Regions from separate parts of the Mus musculus genome. Here region 2 is linked to region 1. A link is a contact called in public Micro-C data. All regions are on one chromosome and are shown on one strand. The core of a region is the stretch at or near the end of the contact, and the rest is flanking DNA. Distances in the headings are between cores, read along the strand shown.

What was found. Hi-C and Micro-C count contacts between places; a contact is called where the count stands out from the background.
Region 2: a Micro-C map of the HL-1 cell line shows a contact between it and region 1, with 2.9 times the contacts expected there. The contact joins two enhancer-like sites. A contact is called at or near these places in 6 of 39 promoter capture datasets (the 3T3-L1 cell line, 3T3-L1-derived adipocytes, embryonic stem cells and 2 more), 2 of 484 Hi-C or Micro-C datasets (the HL-1 cell line and cerebral cortex) and 1 of 115 datasets of contacts at active chromatin or transcription factors (astrocytes).

Annotation. Positions count from the first base shown.
Region 1 is chr1:193,384,299-193,388,011 of GRCm38.p6, forward strand. No RefSeq gene overlaps it. Among named protein-coding and RNA genes, the nearest start is that of Camk1g, 16 kb to the left of the region's middle. Within about 2 kb of position 1,908, at least 29 of the 459 cell types and tissues checked have an H3K27ac peak or open chromatin away from gene starts, as enhancers often do. A contact at or near this core is called in the HL-1 cell line, where this site is marked.
Region 2 is chr1:194,877,871-194,881,583 of GRCm38.p6, forward strand. No RefSeq gene overlaps it. Among named protein-coding and RNA genes, the nearest start is that of Gm39748, 22 kb to the right of the region's middle. Within about 2 kb of position 1,896, at least 253 of the 459 cell types and tissues checked have an H3K27ac peak or open chromatin away from gene starts, as enhancers often do. A contact at or near this core is called in the HL-1 cell line, where this site is marked.

The sequences.
Region 1 (3,713 bases), core at 658-3,157:
AAAAGAATAAGCAATAGCTGTCACCTGTAAACATCACCATCATCATCATCACCACCACCACCATCATCACCATCAGAAAATCATCATCATCACCTTAATCATCGCCCTCATCATCTTAACCATCATCATCACTACCATGACTCTCACCATGATCACCATCACGACCACCATCACTACCATTATCATCGACATGAGGCTATGAATCTTTGTGAGAAAACAGATATGAAGAAGTGTGGTGAACAGCCTGTGTCCACCACTGTCCACTTCATCCCTCCCATCAGCACTGAGGGCTCCCACCTGGAGGGTGGACAGTATTGTGCTCATCACTGTGGGCAGGGGATTGCGGTTTGGTGTGACTTCTGCTGGAGACATTAAATATCCCCATAGGATTGGTCACAGGATAGCTAGAAGCCGCCACTGTGAGGAGCCCGACATCTGTTGGCTCGGATTCTCTGGTGTCTGTGTGGAGCAGAGTTACACTGCTGAGGTCGAGTCAGAAGTCAAATTTTCTACAAATACCTCACAAGTTTTTGATCCATCTCAAGTTTGAGAGTGAAAGAGACAGACAGATTGGCAGGGAGTCCTCTTGTCTCAGGTGCCCTATTAAGAGACCTGCATGCACGCAGGCCGGTACTGTTTAAAGCCCGGTGTTCTTCTATACTTCTTCCCATTGGTAAAGAGATTCAGTATCAGTTTACTTGGAATATTTGGCAACCATTTCCTGAAATTGAACATACCACCTGGACATCTGATCAGTAACCGTTAAAGGATGAATCATGTAGCCGGGAAAGACAGTTCAGTGAGTAAGAGTGCTCGACGTGCAAATGTGAGTTCCTGATTTCAGATCCCAGCACCAAGGGGAAGAGCTGAACAAGGCCACCTGTGTGCCTCTAACCCTATGCTGGGGGATGGGGTGGCAGAGACAGGAGGATTACAGGGGTTCACTGGCCACTGGCCTAGTTAACAAACAAAAGCTACAAAACCCATACCCAATACCACATCTTCCTCTGGCCTTAGTGTGAGTATGGGTAGGTACACTCATCCTTGCAACACACACACAGATGCACAGGCTCACATACGCATGCACACACACACACACATGCAGATGTGCATGCTCACATGCACACACACATGCATACACACATGCAGATGCGCATGCTCACATACACACAATGCAGATGCGCATGCTCACATACACATGCATACACACACAGAGATGCACATTCTCACATACACATGCATACACACACATGCAGATGTGCATGCTCACACACACATGCACACACACAGAGATGCACATTCTCATATACACACGCATACACACACATGCAGATGCACATGCTCATATACATACATACACACACGCAGATGCACACGCTCACACACATGCATACACACAGAGATGCACATTTTCACATGCACATGCATACACACACGCAGATGCACACGCTCACATATGCATGCATACACACATGCATACATACACACATGCTGATGCACATGTTCACATACACGTGCATACACACACAGATGCGCATGCCCACATTCACACACATGCAGATGCACATGCCCACATGCACATGCATACACACACACAGAGGGAGAAATGTTTCTAGTTGCTGATGTGTCTGAGTCATTGGCTCATTGCATACTAGTTCACTCCTTGCTTTATCATTGGTCTTAACCCCAAGTCTTAACCCCTGTTTCACCAAGGCAGCTTGGAGCTTTGCTCCACACATATCCCTAGGTCTGTGTTTCCCCAGCAGAGACTCAGCAAACAGCTATTAGAAGACAATGAAGCAGCAAAGACACTGGCTGGCCTGGCACGTTGTCTGGGCTCTGCTGGTCCCAGATGGCGCTCTTTACAGTGTCTGTAAAGTCCTAGGAAATCTGAACAGATTGCTACAACAAAGTGGGGCAAAGGGGAGACAAAGGACAAGGCTGAGAGGAAACAAGTTAACTCAAGCCCTTTGCTGGGCAGAGCGGCTTCAGAGACATGACAACCTGTGGTCAGTAGAGGGCAGTGTTGCCTCAGCGACTATTTTAATAACCACTTGGCCAGGCTCCAGCTGGCTCTCCAGAGCTTTGGCAGGATTGCTGGAATGGACAGAGGCCAGCCGGTCTGTCCATTTGAACAAAAGCAATAAAGAAGATAGACACCTGTGTACTTACCGTCTACATCCCATATTTCCTGTATAAAGCTTTGGCTTTTCTGTCTATCCTTCCTGCTGCTGGGGAGCCCACCCACCTTGGTGGCCACAGCAAGCGATGGGATCTTTGTTTAGTAAAGTATCTCTTTCTTTCTGCACTGTTTTGATTTTAGCTTCTGAGAAAGGGTTTAACTAGATAGCCAAGGCTGTCCTGGAACTTGTGACCCTTCAGGGTCTCCCTGGAGTGCTGGGATTGATTGCAGGGTGCCTCACTGTACCTGGCAGCATCTTTCTGGATGCCCATTATATTCTTGCTGTGAAGATGTGTCCTCCAAGCTTCTGCCTCACTGGCCCTTTCCTTCCTGGCCTCTCCATCTCCCATGTACCTCCCTCTCTGCTCTGCCTCCATATCTGCATGAGAGTGGGTGGTCTGGCTTGTGGGACCAGGTACAAAGCAATAAGGAGAGAGAAGATATGTCCTGTAGGAGCTTCCCATCTCAGGGGGACAAACTCACAGTAGCAGCACCCAGAGGAGCAGAATGGAAGAGTCTCTGCCACACTATGACCAGAGGATGAAGGCAGCTTGGCACAAGGCTCTGCTATTCTCCAGGATTTCCTTAGAGCTTTCTAGAAAACATCTCCTGCACATATCCAAACATCCTGCAAGTATTTCCAAGAGCCATTTCTTTGGTTGTCCTATTTGAGGTTCCTCAGCCCCTCCAAGATGTCTCAGTGATGCCAGACATGGTCCTCCACTTGGGAGGCAAACATCTAAGGCTCTGGGACTTGGTGATGAGCTCTGCAAACACTTGGTTTAACCAGATGCAGGGTGCCCCCTTCCAGGAAGGAGGCCATTTTCTACCACTAGGTTTCTAGAAGCCAGCATGTAGATATGGAAGCAGAGAGGACTGCCACTAGCCAGGCTATGTTGGCATTAGGAGATTAATGAGGCTGCTTCGATGAGGAATGTCTCTTCAGCCAACTGCTGGCAATTAGTCAGAGCTGAGCCTGCTGTGTTCCAGTCTGTCAGCTGGGTCCTGGAGAGAAACACCTCAACAATGGGCTGGCTCAGAAGGAAGGGGACCGGAGCTCAACCCTTACCTCAAGGTAGCAGTATGGGTCTGCACTGACCTTGAACTAAGCCTTCTCAGAACTACCAACCTGACACTGTTTGGAGGAACATCAGATGCTGTCTTTCTGACCTCCCTGCCTTTTCTTGGGGCCACAGTAGGGCTTTTAGAAGATCTCTGTGTTCATGGATCACTTTGAGACTTTGCTCCCAGACCTCCCAGAAGATTGACTATTGGCACTGCTAGACCAGGGACCACTTTGAATAGCAAGGATCTTAGTAGGGAGAGAGGAGGGAGGGAGGAAGAGAAAAAGAGGAATAGAGAGAAAGAGAAAAGGTAGACATATTGTATGTTTTATAAGTGTATTTACATATGTGTGTGTATATGAGTATGTGTGTGTATATATATGAGTGAATGTGTATGTATATATGTGTGAGTGTGTATGAGTGTATGTATGAGTATGTGTGTTTGTGTATGAGTGAGTATGTGTGAG
Region 2 (3,713 bases), core at 646-3,145, 1.5 Mb after region 1:
TAAACTGCTTCATGGTAGGGACATATAGAGGTACATGCATTTTGTCAGCAAGCAAATATTACAGAATGAACTCACATACACATAGATGGTGAAGCTTATCAATTAACACTGCCTTTGGTATGAGACCAGTGAACATATGGCATATGAAACTGACGCTGGTAGAACATGTGCACTTTTTAACTGTAAATTTAAAAAGGAAGAATGAACTCTAAAATAATAATTACAAATAGCATAAATCATTAAGATAGCCACTCATCATCAGGTATTATACACTGAACTTGATCATGTGCACTTTACGTTGTGTAAGGTAGTTAGAACTGTTCACTCCATCTCGACAAGTGTGAGTGATGAGCTGCATCATGACATCTAAATGGCTACAATATCCTTGAATAATATGAACATTTCAGCTCTGTCACAGTCCTCAGGACCACTGCTATCTGTGAGTTCATCAGTGGTTGAAGCTTCACTGTGGAATATGTAACTGTGCATGTGTTGCCTTAAGCCTAGTACATAGTGAGACTGCTATTAATGATCCCTAAGTAAACATATACAACAAGGAAACATCTTCCAAGTCTCAAAGTCTCCAAAACACAATAGAAGAACAAATGCAGTGGATATCAGGAAACCTGGGATCTAATTCCAACCTTATTATAAACTTGCTGAGTGATCAGTTAGTGCCTTCTATCTGGATCTCAATGTATCCCTTTGTGCAACAAGGGCACTGTGCCAACTTGCCAATGAGGTCATCTTCTTGGATATTTCCTGAAGAACACGAGACAGTGTGTCATCATAGTGAGGGCATGCCATGAGCCTTACTCACCCACAGTGCCTGTGATGCTGTTATATAGTAAAAACCCAGGCACCTGTGGTCACTGCCAGTATCGGAGAAAAGGGGGTATCTTTGAATAGAATGCATGATTTCTACAAAAGTGATAAAAACACTTTTGAAGTTGTTTTTTATTCTCCAATTTACTCAAACAGGTCCTCCTGGAGAACTGGATGATGACCATCAAAGGGATCCAGTCTGGGCTGGAGAAAGTGTGAAAAGGGGGAACGCTTTAGAGAGGCCATTTCTCAACTGAATGCACTCAAAATTTCAGATGGAAAAAAATTGGAATACTCAACATGTTCTTAAAAGGGACAGAAGGTGAGTGATAATGTTGATGACTAATTGTCAAGTCCTAGGCTGGAGGAAACACATTTCAAAGTGACTGCTCCAAACAGAATACAATGGGACTCAAGAAGATCAAGCAAGAATAACTTAGAGTCTGGAGACAGGAGCCCTCAAAAGTTAAGAAAAGTGAACATGTGTGTGTTCCTAATTAACAGGACTTGCAATTCTCATTTTGTGGGTTCACATTTCCTAACTGAGCCTTACACGTGGTTGGGGAGACCTTTCTGCTAAGCATAGGCAGGTCCTGGGTCATGCCTCAACTTCAACAAGTTTTGCAGAACTCTAGCCTCTCTGGGCAGTGTCTCTCCTCACATTATTTACGCCTTTACTGCGAGTGAGCAGAGGTAACATGTACTCTGTATACTGGCCAGGAAGAATGCGCGGGCCAGCTCTAGTCTTCATCTGGACATATTGTCTCTTGTAGCCTCCAAAATGAGCAGCTATTGGGCCCAGTGCCCTCTCAAGGCCAGAGATGGTCCAGGCCAGGAGGGGCGAGCAGCGTTTCCCGTCACTGCTCTCACCTGACTCCAAAACAATGCAGAAAAGGCGGGTTTGCGTGGCACTTCCGTCTAGTTTCCCTGCAACTCGCTCCTCCTGGCTTGCATGGACCTGGAAAATCACTGCGTTTGGCCGGGCGCCTGAAATAAATTTGTGCATTCCCAGCCACCAGCCATTGCTCCAAGCATCCACCAGAGGGTGCACGCGAGCTACAGTGCCCACCAGGCGGTCTAGGAGCTGCAATTTGCGCCTGCGCAAAAGGCCAATACAAGTCTGTGCTGCTAGCAGCTGCTCTAAATGACTCTGGGGTCCCTGGCTGGAACAGTAGGACGATTGTGGGGTTTCTAACCAAGAATCCCTTATCTTGGTTTCTTATTGAGAAACTGAGACGTGAGAATTTGAGAGTAAACCATAGAAGGGCTCTCCTAAACCAATTTGGCCCTCAAAGTTCGTTCTGGCTTTCACTTTCAGTTCCAGTCCAGGCCATCAGCAGTCTACACCTGCCCTGAACTGCCCCATCACCAGCTCTCAACAGCCATCTTGGCCCTCAGATCCCCCCTGGCCCTGGATCCCATCTCAATTCTCACCACTCCTCCCCTGAGGCCCTAAACCTCAGTCTGGAATTTCAGCTCATGGAAACCCAACCCCCATTTTTAGACCCACCTTGGTCTTCTAATCTGCATGAGCAAGTTGCCTCAGTCTTTTGCTCACAGAATCCCACCAACCTAAAGGTTGCAAATATTCCAGCTCATGATTACAGCAAAGAAATAACCTTGGTGATTCACAGTCAATCACTCAGAAGGAGGTAGAGCAAATCAAAGCCCCCTCACCCCCACTCTCACCACCCCACCCCCCACCCCAACCCCCCACCCCCTATTGAACCTTTAGGAACCTGGTTGGCTGTCTTGGCTCCTAGACAAAGTCCACAATTAAATAAGCCTCGAGGTCGGTTGCAACATCTGCCCGTATAACAGGCAATTAGAAGATGCATTTGCTAAAAGTACCTACCTCTTCAACAGGGCCCAGTAGGTGGCTGAAAGCATGATGAAAGCTCAGAATTTCTGTCTTCATTTCACTTTGTCTCCATCTCCTGCTCGATCCAGTTTAGGAGTCCATATACCTAATCTGTCTCACCCTCTTTTTAGGATAAAGATATAAAGGAACTTATTGTCCAAACTACAGTCACTTTGGATTTTTAAGATCAAATCCTTTTAGAATAGACTATTCTATCCCCACCCTAGGATGAGAATGCATCTTGGAGCAGAAATAATCATTTGCAAGACAAACATTGCTCCCCTCAAGTGATGTCAGCCCTAATAATTTCTTCACTTTTCAGAACAAGAACTAAGAAGAATTAAGTGTGGGACAAGCATATGTAATTCTAGCCCTTGGGAGGTGAGGCAGTAGACAATAATAATCAACCGGGTTACATCTTTATGACTGCTTAGTGGTATTTACTCCTGTCCTAATGTCTTCTATTTAACCCTAAAGATCCTGTCAATGTCCTGAAAATGGACTTGGGGTTCACTGGCCCCTTTATCTGTTCCTCTTCCTAATGCTTTAGATAAATCTGTCCTCCTCCTCCTCTTCCTCCTCCTCCTCCTCCTCCTCCTTCTTCTTTTCTTCCTTTTTACTAGTACTCTAATTAGTATATTAGAGTGTACCAGGCTTAACATTTTGCTACTACTGGAGCCAGGGCCTTTCCCCTAAATGCCAGTTATGCCCTGATTACTTTAAGAAAAAAACAAAACTATTTTAGCTCTTCTCCATTTCCTAGTTTTGATCATTCAACTCCAGGATCCTAGCCTACCAAATCTCCACAATGGGCTAACTCTTCTCTGTCTTTTTGATATTGGGCAAAGCACCATTTCTTCTGGGAAACTTTCTAGGTCTGTACCTCTCCTGGAAGCTCTTCCAACACTGTGTTCCAAGGACACTCAGCACTTACTTCTATTTATTTCTCTGGCCCTCTTCTTCCCCCCAAACAACTAATTTATTTGTCCTCAGAATCTAAGGAGTGCACAGCAAGAAACCCCCTCAA